Linked DNA regions of Mus musculus: region 2 is linked to region 1. A link is a contact called in public HiChIP or PLAC-seq data. All regions are on one chromosome and are shown on one strand. The core of a region is the stretch at or near the end of the contact, and the rest is flanking DNA. Distances in the headings are between cores, read along the strand shown.

Evidence for each region. HiChIP or PLAC-seq counts read pairs in DNA pulled down with a chosen protein or histone mark.
Region 2: an H3K27ac HiChIP or PLAC-seq map of microglia shows a contact between it and region 1, with 4 times the contacts expected there. The contact joins two enhancer-like sites. A contact is called at or near these places in 2 of 115 datasets of contacts at active chromatin or transcription factors (bone marrow-derived macrophages and microglia).

The regions. Positions count from the first base shown.
Region 1 is chr17:70,815,602-70,821,052 of GRCm38.p6, reverse strand. It overlaps Dlgap1 (DLG associated protein 1), which reads right to left. Exons shown (of 12, transcript NM_177639.6): 12 at 1-3,028. The coding sequence ends at 2,819. Among named protein-coding and RNA genes, the nearest start is that of Gm41609, 12 kb to the right of the region's middle. Within about 2 kb of position 2,657, at least 58 of the 459 cell types and tissues checked have an H3K27ac peak or open chromatin away from gene starts, as enhancers often do. A contact at or near this core is called in bone marrow-derived macrophages and microglia, where this site is marked.
Region 2 is chr17:71,487,900-71,493,350 of GRCm38.p6, reverse strand. No RefSeq gene overlaps it. Among named protein-coding and RNA genes, the nearest start is that of Smchd1, 15 kb to the right of the region's middle. Within about 2 kb of position 3,455, at least 57 of the 459 cell types and tissues checked have an H3K27ac peak or open chromatin away from gene starts, as enhancers often do. A contact at or near this core is called in bone marrow-derived macrophages and microglia, where this site is marked.

The sequences.
Region 1 (5,451 bases), core at 1,408-3,907:
AACATTAAGGGAACATCTATAAATAACAGAAATATATTACAAATAAATTAGTTCTATTTACCATTTCAAATATTAAAAATCTTTAATCCATTTCTTCATCTCTCTTTACAAAAAGGTTATGTGAATTGTATGGAAACATCTGCAAAAAATATAATAAATACTTGATTTCTTTGAATGTATTTTTGTTGTTGTTTTTGATGAGGGAGACAAACCTCTTTTGTAATTTCCCCCCCGCCCCAAGAAAATGCCCAACACCTTTATACCAAAGTTAAACAAAATAAGTAATTTTTGAGGGTACATACACTGTTCATTATGAACTAAAAAACATCTCTACAAATTACATCAAAAAGAAGAACGCAACAAAAGTTATGTTCCTGCTGTCAGTTTCCGGGTTCCAGTGGGTAACAGGCTGTATCGTGTGTGGGTCATGTCCTAATATCAATAATTCGCTTTTTTATTTTTTTTAATAAAGTGTACAGTTTAAACTGTGTTTCTCAGGAAGGCAAAGGTTCTGATGCCCTGCAGGCATTCAGCTAAGAGATTTAAAATTCTTACCAAAAATAGCTTATGAATATACAAATGCCGTTCACTTGGACAAGATAAATAGGCCTTCTCTTGTCTCTCTTTAAAATAGCCTGGGCTAAATCAGTCCCCAAGGAAAACATTGTCAGAGGATCTGGAATCCCACCAGAAACTGACCTCAGCGCTATCTCAGGGCAAGGAGCTGCAGTAATGCATGAGTGGGGCAAAGTGGGACCAGAATGGACCAGAATGAACGCTGCGTTCTGTGAATGCCACATCTTTCTTGAATCAGTGTGACCATGGGCTACCCAAGGTGAAAGTTGGCCTTACTCCCAAATACTTCTGATCTTACATTGCTGCTCCACTGTAAAGAAAACGTGTCTTTTTTTTTTTTTTAAACTAGCAAATACTTGAGTCAAATCTCTGCTCCAATTTGACACAGCGCTGACTTTGCCCTAGTTAAAAGTTGTTGGTTTTGTTTTTTAAAGTAAGTTATAGCCCTTTTCTTGTAAACCACAGCAGTAAACATTTGTGCCCTGTTGAGAAAGGAACCTCAAAGCTTCGATGGCTCTGAGAGGTAGCAAATTCTCTAGTGGTTTTAGAATATGTCTGAAAATACTGGTTGCCAGAACCCATCCCTTCTTTTAATTTCATAAAGAAAATTAAATTAGCACCTGGCTATGAGAGTGGTTTTTGTTTGTTTTGTTTCTTTTTTTTGTTTGGTTGTTTCTTTTTTTTTTTTTTTAAGCATCTCTGATACAAGCATTTTTTTTTTCTTTTAAGTCTTTCGTTTTTTTTTTTTTTTTCCTATGACAAATTTCTAATTCTTTAGGTTGCCAGCTGATCTTTTCAGATAGCCACATTCTGAATGTTTAAACTGCTGCAAGTAAAGGGCATTTGAAGACTTCAGCTGGAAGCTAGGACACACAGCCCATCAATGACGACTAAATTGCAAGCCAACAACCAGCCTGGAATCCACCCAAAGATTTGGCTTTCTATCAGCGTTTATGAATGCCGCCTGCCCTGCCGCCTCCTTGTTCTTGACCCCTGCGTCTCAAATGACTTCTCTCACTACCTGGAACTTCAGGATCACAACGACAGCTCTTGGGAATGAGGCAGCGTGTCAACTGGGGTAGAAAACCTTTTATTTTATTCATTTGACATAGAACAAAATCCTGTGCTGGGGAACAGGTGAACTCTGTATTGGAGTGAAAGGAAACCAAAGGAGAAAACGCCCCCGGGAAATGTGAACTAGACAGGTGTGGCATTCAAAGGGTGGCGGAGAACCCGAACTCTCCTCTGGCATTGTCCTTGCCGCCCCTCAGAAGCAGAAACGTTCTTCCGTGTGTGAAACCTTAAGTGGCCCCACCAGGATGGACACTAAACTGACAGAACCAACTCTTTCCCACCCTCCCATTTAAAAACCATTGCCATGACATTATAATACATAGAGTACAAGAAAAGTTGATTTAAAAAAAAAACACATTTCAGTTCTAAATTTTCTTAAGGTAAATAAATGGATTCCTTACAGAGGATCTTAACCCACCGGTATTTATTTCCCTTTTGCCTTAACTTTCTTCCTTTTATTGCCTTTCAGAATAGATTGATTTCCCTGAAAGATCGAATTTACAATCTTCTGCTGATTGAAACATTTGAAGCTTGGTTGATGAAGTACCAGTGAGGCAGTTTGTACAGCTGCGAGGGAGGGCACAGATGCAGGTACCTGCGCACTCCGCCCTTCTCTCTTACACACCCAGGCCCCCCAACCCTAGGCCAACTTGGTCCCCACTCTGTCACCTTGATTCCAATGAGATGGTGTGATTTCTGAGATTAGAAATAAAGCGCTCTCTGTTTGTAAAAAGTAACTGTTTGGGGGCAAATAAAGGGAGTTGGAGCCCTCGTTTCTTTCACATGGAAGACGGTAAGTCCCAAAGGATCACCCTATGTGATACTGGGTTTCTGAAATACCCTATGGTTTTATATTGCTGAATTCTAGGGACACACTAGCTTGAGAGAACTGAGGAGGATGTGAGTGACCTACAGGTGTCGTTTTCTACATAGGTGGGTTTGCTTGGCCCAGAAAATAAAGGGTTTGGATGTCTGCATGAGGCTTCAGGACGGGGGGAGCGAAGCTCGGTGGAGAAGATGGGCAAAGTGGTCCAGGAAGCGGGGCGGCCTGGGGACGGCTCCTGCGAGGTGGACAACTACGCCACGGCGGTGGCTGTCACTGAGCTCAGAGACGGAGGGGGCGGGGAGGTGGCCGAGGGCAGGGATGCGGGACGGTCCTCGGCGGCGTTCAGAGCCGGGTCTGCGCCTCGGGGATGTAGATCTCGATGCTCTCGGCGCTCTCGGTGGCCGAGTTCTGGCGGACCGACGCGGCGCGCTTGGCGGCCATCAGGCGCTTGCGGGCCTCCTGGCGCTGCGAGCTCTCCAGCGAGCGCTCCCGGATCAGCGGCGCGGGGCCCTTCGCCGGCTTCTTTGGCACTGGAGGAGGGGCCCTTCGCTCCTGATCAAAGCAGAAGGTTCAGGACATTACACAGATTCTCAGGACAAGCTTGGGAAAGACTGGGATAGGTCAGTAGTTTGAACACACACGCGCGCGTGCACGCACACATACACACTTCTGCTTTTTGTAAACCTAAGGATGGTTAGTTCTGATCTGCACATTGTTAATATGATTTCTCTTCTTTGTTCTGGTTTGGGTATTAAAAAGATGCAGGGAAAACGTAATATTTTACGCTTAGGGCCGAGGGTAACGCTGAATTGCGGAATTAGGTCTTTCCATGGCAGGATGTGGGCATTTAAAATGCACCCCTGCAAATGGACCCCTGATCCTCACAGTGAAGGTGGTTCTCTCAGCATCCTCCAGACTCTTCCTGGTGCTAGGGATGGACCAGGAGAGCTCAACGGCTACAGAATTATTTAGAACTCTGCATCAGGTAGGAGCTTGGGTTAAAGGCTAAAACCCTGTCCACCCTCTCTCTGGGCCCACCACGCTCCCCCTTCCTCCACTCCTAAGCAGCCAGATGAGATTATAAGATTGTTTCTCGGCTTCGATGGTGCCACCCGGAGTTACACCCCTTTTGAACACCACATGGGAACACATCGCCATGGACTGTACAGGGAAGGGAGACTCTGGCATTTCCTACTCTGGGGAGGACCTCAGCTTGCTTGTGGTGGCCCAAAAGTTGAGCGGAGGTCTGGAAAAGGCTGTCCCTCTTATCAGCAATCTCTGAAACCGATTTTTAGATCTTTTTCTATTCTACTGAAAAGTATAACTGCTCTTGCTGTAAGGCATGGTAACTGGACATCGGGAAAGAAAGCAAAAGGAAGCTGTTAGGAGGTAGGTGTTGAGCTTGCAGGCCGTGAAAAGGTGCACACAGGTCGATTTGAAAAAGAAGACCCTGCATTCTTATGAAATCCAATGTGAAGTTTATCACAAAGGGACTGAGTCTCCAACTTACAGCAGCTCCTCCATGCTCACCAGGGAGAAGGGCGAAGTAAAATGAACACCATGACTCGACCCATGGATGTTTAAAAAAAGCACACGCCTGTGCTTCAGAAAGGACAGAAAGGGCTAACACAGTGCAAATCGTCATGTCAAGCTGACAAGCTGACAAACAGCTGGTTATAGCTAAACTGCATTTTAAAAAGCTTAAGCACTAAGCTAATTGTTTATTGTTAGGTCACATACCAGCAAGTCACATGTACCAATTTCTTTGCATTACTTTAATGTCTTCATTGTGGGGTAACTGGTGGATATTTTTTAAAGTATGAATATTGGAAACTTTTTAGTCAATTTTCTTTCTTTGCACACTTTATTATTGTTATTGTTATTATTATTATAACAATAGTGTTAGAGAATCAATAGGTGAGAAATTAAATGGAGCGGTACTAAACTTCCAGCATGTGTACATTTGTGGATACTTTTAAGACCGATTAAAAAGCCTTGACAGCAGATAGTTGCACACGTAAAGAAAACTAGATAAAGCGCAATGCTTGGCTTCCCAAACGAGAGGCCACACAGACATCAATAGACCCTCAAGTTCGGTTCTAAACCCCTCAGTTGGATGGTCATAGACTTGGAGATGGTGATGGTGGGGACACAGAATTTGCCCTCCTTAGAGACGGTCCCTTGGGACTGGGTTTGTCCTGGGTGTCCACTCACCCCCACACACTTAGAAATGATGAGCAACAGTGGGTTGCTGTTAGCTCTTTACATCAGGAGACTCAGAAGGACAGAGTTCTCCCTGCTCTGAGGGAATAGCCCTCCCTGTGTTTGGAGGTATTTCTTGGAAATATTTGACCTCAGATCACAGAAGCACAAAACTTACTTAGAGAGTCACCCAGGACCGATCAGCCTGGGTGGTTGGACATTAGAGATTTGTAAAAGCGTGGTGGGGCCACAGTGATCAAATAGGAAATTATTATTGATTAATTAAAAGAACTCGAGTCTTTATTTCTAAACTGTTGCATGAGGATCCCAGGGAACAGTGTCTTCCCCCACCCCCAGGCAGTCAATCAAAAGTATAAGTTAGAAAAAAAAAAAAATCCCAGCGCTTCTGATGACTGTAAGTCTCTCAATGAAAGCATCCGAGACTCGAGCATCAGTGACTTCTTCGTTATGTATTTCTGAGGTAACTGTCAGTCTGTTACTTCTTAGGGCTTCCTACTGTTTCTGAGAAACCCATCCTGAGGATGTGAGGAAGTTCAACTCTTGCTCTATGGAATCATGCACTGAAGAAATCATTTATTTTAGTTTAGAAAGCATAACTGGAGGCAGTCCCTCCCAGTGTCTAACTGGTTTAGCTTAAAGTTTAATTTAACTGGAAAAGGAAAAAAAGAAAGAAAGAAAGAAAGAAAGAAAGAAAGAGAGAGAGAGAGAGAAAGAAAGAAATGAAAGAAAAGTAAAGGAAGAAAGAAAGAGAA
Region 2 (5,451 bases), core at 2,206-4,705, 670 kb before region 1:
AACTTCTAACCCTCCCACTTCCACCTTCCAAGTATGCGATTACACTTTGTCTCCATGTCCAAATTATGTGTTATGGAGACCAAACTCAAAGCCTGTTAGATGCTAGGCAAGACAGCTATTACCAGCCCCGCAAAAGCAAAACATTAATTAAAAGAGAAAGAAGTCGGGCATGGTACTGCATGATCCACCCTTCTGGCAACTGATGTAAAAGGATCATGAGACCCCATCAGAACTAAAGGGAAAAGGGAGGCGCAGGGCAGAAAGACACTCAGTAAACCATCACTCCTCATCACTAATTATCTAGGGCTAAAGAGTCCCTGAGCCACAGGCACAAAGTTCCGTGTACATAGATAAAGAAATGAGAATAACAGCTTTTGCTTAACATTTAACAAGTTTCAAAAGTATCCCTTCTTTTTCCTTTACTGTTTTTTGGTTTGGTTTGGTTTGGTTTGGTTTGGTTTGGGTTTTTTTTTGTTTGTTTGTTTTTGATTTGTTTGATTTTTGGAGACAAGGTTTCTTTGTTTAACAGCTCTGCTTGTTCTGAAACTCTCTTTGTAGACCAGGCTGGCCTGAAACTCACAGAGGGAGATCTGCCTCTGCCTCCTGAGTGCTAGGATTAAAGGCATAAACCACCATACCCGGCTTGACTGTTAAGTTTTATTTATTTATTTGTTTGTTTGTTTGTTTATTTATTTATTTATATTTTAATTTTTTATTTTTTTGTTTTTCGAGACAGGGTTTCTCTCTGTAGCCCTGGCTGGCCTTGAACTCAGAAATCTGCCTGCCTCTGCCTCCCGAGTGCTGGGATTAAAGGCGTGCACCACCACGTCCGGCTGATGGTTAAATTTTATCAAATAACTTGTAGGGATTCTAGGACATGGATTGTGACTTTTTTCTAAATATTTCCATATGATCACTTTCTCAGCCTGGGGCTGTAACTCAGTGGATAAGCACTTCCCTAGACCCTGAATTCAATTTGAAGTTCTGTCTGAAAAACAAAACATCCCTAGAATAAATACCATTTATGAAATTTATGGAATTTAGAGTCATGGTATGGCTCTCTGCTGCTAGATTTAACACTTGGGTTTGCTTGGATTAGTTGTTTATTATTATTAATAATGTGTATAAGTTTTTGCCTGCATGTATGTCTGACCCACATACATGCCTATGTCCACAGAGACCAGAGGATATTGGATCCTTGGAATTGCAGATGGATTTTAGCCACCTTACCCTTGCTGTGAATCAAATCTGGGTCCCCCGGAGCCATCTCTTCAGCTCTGTTGGTTTGTTTTTGAGGGATGGGTCTGGCAACTCATGGCTGACTTCCTGTCTCAACCTCCTATGAGCTAAGATTATAGATTCTAAGCAATAGATAGATAGATAGATAGATAGATAGATAGATAGATAGATAGATAGATAGATAGATATGCCCAGCTTTTTTGTTTTCTCTCTGAGGTGGAGTCACCCTATACTGTCCATGCTGGTCTCAAGTTTAGTGATCTCAGCTTTCCACTTCAGTCTCCAAGTAGCTGGGACTAAGTATTCTACTTTTTAAAATGTATCCAAAAAAGAAATAAAAGAAAGTAAAAATAAATAAATAAAAATTAAACTTCTCTAGGATAAAAGTCTTAAAATCTGGGAGTGATACTACATGCTTGTCATCCCAGAATTTGGGTGGCTAAGGTAGCCAAGATCTGAAGTTTGAGGCCAGCCTGGGATCCTGTCTTACACTTGCACGTGTGTGTGTGTGTGTGTGTGTGTGTGTGTGTGTGTGTGTGTGTGTATGCAAAGGCGGCCTGGAGAGAATTTAGACTGAAGGTAAATAACCTGAATCCCAGAGAACTTAGAGCAGCTTTTCTGCTTCTCAGTCTTAGGTAAATATTTTAGTGAGGCCTCGGGGCTAGTGAGCTGGTTCAGTGGGTCAAAGGTGCTGCTCTCCAAGTCTGGTAACCTGAGTTTGATCTCCAGAAACCACGTAGCAGTGGAAGGAGCAAAGCAGTTCTGCCAAGTATTCTAGAAATCAAACCCTTGTCCAAGAAGCTGAATTGAGCAAAATGGTGACATGAACAAAGCAAAAGAAACTAAATGTTATGCAACTTTAGCTCTCACGTCGCCAAGGAACATAACACTAACCCAGGGTACGGTGTCATGGGACAGGAAGATAAGAGTAAATGTGGGCTGGTAAAATGGCTGAGTGTGTGGGTCGGTGGGTGGATGGGTGGTTGGGTGAGTGGGTGGGTGGAGAACAGGATGTGCCAAGGCTGTGAAAGTCTGTAACCCTGGAGCTGCTTATCCTTCATAGACTCTCCAGCCTCGGAATGAAAGAGAGAGATAAGCTTTAAAGCAAGCCACTTCACCCACTAGAGCCTAGCAGGGTTAAAATACAACTAGAGAAAGTAGCCTGTAACGGCTCATTGAGGGAAGGGAAGAGTTAGGTGATCTCTCCTGAGAAAGGACGAAAACACAGCCTGTTCAGGAGCCAAAGAGGCCACCTCATGGGGCTGGAGAGAGAGCTCAGTGGTTAAGGGCACTGGCTCCTCTTGCAGAGAACTCTGGTTCAGTTCACAGCCTTCCCATGGTGACTCACAACCATCTGTAACTGCAGTTCCACGGGATCTGACACCGACTTTAGGTCTCCACAGGCACTGTGCACACATGGTACACTTACATAAATGCAGTGCAAACATTCATACACACAAAAATAAAACTTTTTTTTTAAAAACAAGGCCATCTTGGAGAACATTGGGGGTTCTCTATCTTTAAAAAGAATATAGCCAGTTGTACATATCTGTGATTCCAGCACCCCAAAGGCTGGTACAGGAGGATATCCCCCAGTTTCAGTCCAGCCTGGACTATATAGTGAGACCCTATCTCAAAAAGCAAAACAAATCAAGAAAATACAAACCACAGGAGATTAAGCAGATGTGTAAAATATTTGTTGTGTAGGCACGACGACCTGAGTTCAGATCCCTAGCACCCTCATAAAAAGCCAGGCATGGTGGGGTGTCTCTAACCCCAGTGCTGGGGGTTTGGACAGACAAGTGGATCCTGGAGCTGATTGGCTAGTCCACATAGCTCATCTGTGAGCGACAGATCCAGGAGAAACCCTGTTTCAGAAAATCTGATGAAGAGAGATAAAGGAAGATACCTCCAGTGGGCCTCTGACCTCCATGTGCCTGCACACACGTGCATGAACACAAACATGCACACAAAAGACTCAAACAGCAGTGTGCTACCAGAGGGATGAACGAATCCTTTATTAGGAAAACAAATCCTTTATTACTGTGGTGATTTGAATAGGTATGGCCCCCGTAGACTCATGTCTTTGAATGCTCGGCCTACAGGGAGTGGCACTATCAGCAGGCATGGCCTTGTGGGAGTAGGTATGGCCTTGTTGGAGGAAGTGTGTCACTCTGGGAGCAGGCTTTGAGGTTTCCCTATGCCCAAACTACACCCAGTGTGGCAGACAGTCTACTTCTGCTTTGTGGAGATCAAGTTGTAGAACTCTCAGTTCCTTTTCCAGAGCCGTGTCTGCCTGGATGCTGTCATGCTTCCTGTCATGATGATAATGGACTCAACCTCTGAAACTCAGCCAGGCCCAATTAAATGTTTTTCTCTATAAGGGTTACCATGGTTACGGTGTCTCTTCAGCGTCACAGGTAGAAAAGTATCTTCTCGTAGTACACTCAGACCCTGAATTGCCTCCTACCTCCTCCTCCAGACTGCTGGGATCACAGGCATATAACACCAAACCTGGTTTATTCAGCATCTTTGGAGTGCGTCGGCTTTGAATGTGAAATGTCCCCTTGGAGGATCATGTGTTGAATGCTTGGTCCCCAGCTGATGGTGCTGTGTGGGAAGGTGATGGAAGCTTTAGGTGACACCTGGTTGGTGGAAGTATGTCACTAGAGTGACAATGGCCATGTAGGCTATACCTGGTGCCTTCCTACTGTTTTTATCACGAGGTGACTTAGCTTCTGCCACACGGCATTCAGGAGTAAGTTCAAGTTTAGAAGACAGGAAAAGAATTCCAGATCATTTCTTCCCCAACACCTTCATTCTTTCCATCATGAAAGAAATGCAGAAAAGTGTTCTCTTGAATGTTTAATTTTCAGGAGAGAAGGAAAAGATGTTGGATTGAGTTAGGCTAGACCTGGAGTTGACTAAGAGAAGGGGAAATGGCTAATCCTGGCATACCAGGTGACACAGGGATGGAAGGGGCCAAACAGGGAGTAGGGGGTGGGAGCAAGTCATAGATAAAACAAGTCCAGGGGGCTGGAGAGATGGCTCAGCAGTTAAGAGCACCGACTGCTCTTCCAGAGGTCCTGAGTTCGATTCCCAGCAACCACATGGTGGCTCACAACCATCTGTAATGGGATCTGATGCCCTCTTCTGGTGTGTCTGAAGAGAGCAATGGTATACTCATATACATAAAATAAATAAATAAATCTTAACAAAAAACAAAACAAGTCCAGAAGCTCACAACCTGCGGGGTTATTGGGAGGTGAATCATAGACTAAAAACTACAGATGGGATGTCTAGAAGAAAATTTCCATCCATGGCAAAGAAAGGGACTAGGGGATAGGGGTGTGGCCTAGTTATAGAGTACTTGCCTGGCATGCTTGAAACCCTGTTTGATCCCCAACACCCATAAGATGGGTGTGATGGTTTGAATGAGAATGAGCCTGCCCCCAAAGGCTCATATACTTGAACATTTTGCACACACACACACACACACACACACACACACACGCATGCGCGCGCACACACGCACATACACACACGCACACACGCACACACACACACACGCACACAGACAGGCACACACGCACGCACGCACACACACACACACACACACACACGCCATTGGCGGAACTGACTGAGAAGAATTAGGAGGTGTATTACTGGATGTGGGCTTTGAAGTTTCAAAAGCTCACATGATTCCCAGTTGTGTCTCAAGATGTGAGCTCTCAGCTACTGCTCCAGTGCCAGTCTTGCCTACCTGTTTCCATGTTCCCTGCCATGATAGTCATGGACTGACTCGTCCCCTGAAAATTTAAGCCCCAAATCAAACATTTTCTTCTACAGTTGCCTTGTTCTTGGTGCCTTATCACAGCAATAGAAAAGTAACTAAGATATTAGGTATGGTTGCATCCACCTGAAGTCTCAGCACTATAAGGGCAATGAATTCAATGGTAATCTGGGCTACATGGTTAATTTGAAGCCTGCCTGGGCCAAATAAGGATTAAAAAAGGTGGGGGGGGGTGGTGGTAAAAGAGAAGAAGAGAAGGAACTGGGGGATTTAATCAAGTAGAAGACATCTAATAATCAAGACCGCTTCAAAGCTAGCTCATCTCTAGCCCAAACTTGGGAAGCACAGGATTACTCGGTTTAAATTCAGACGTTTAAGAACAACTAGAGCAATGCAGTAAAATTTCACTTCAATACATA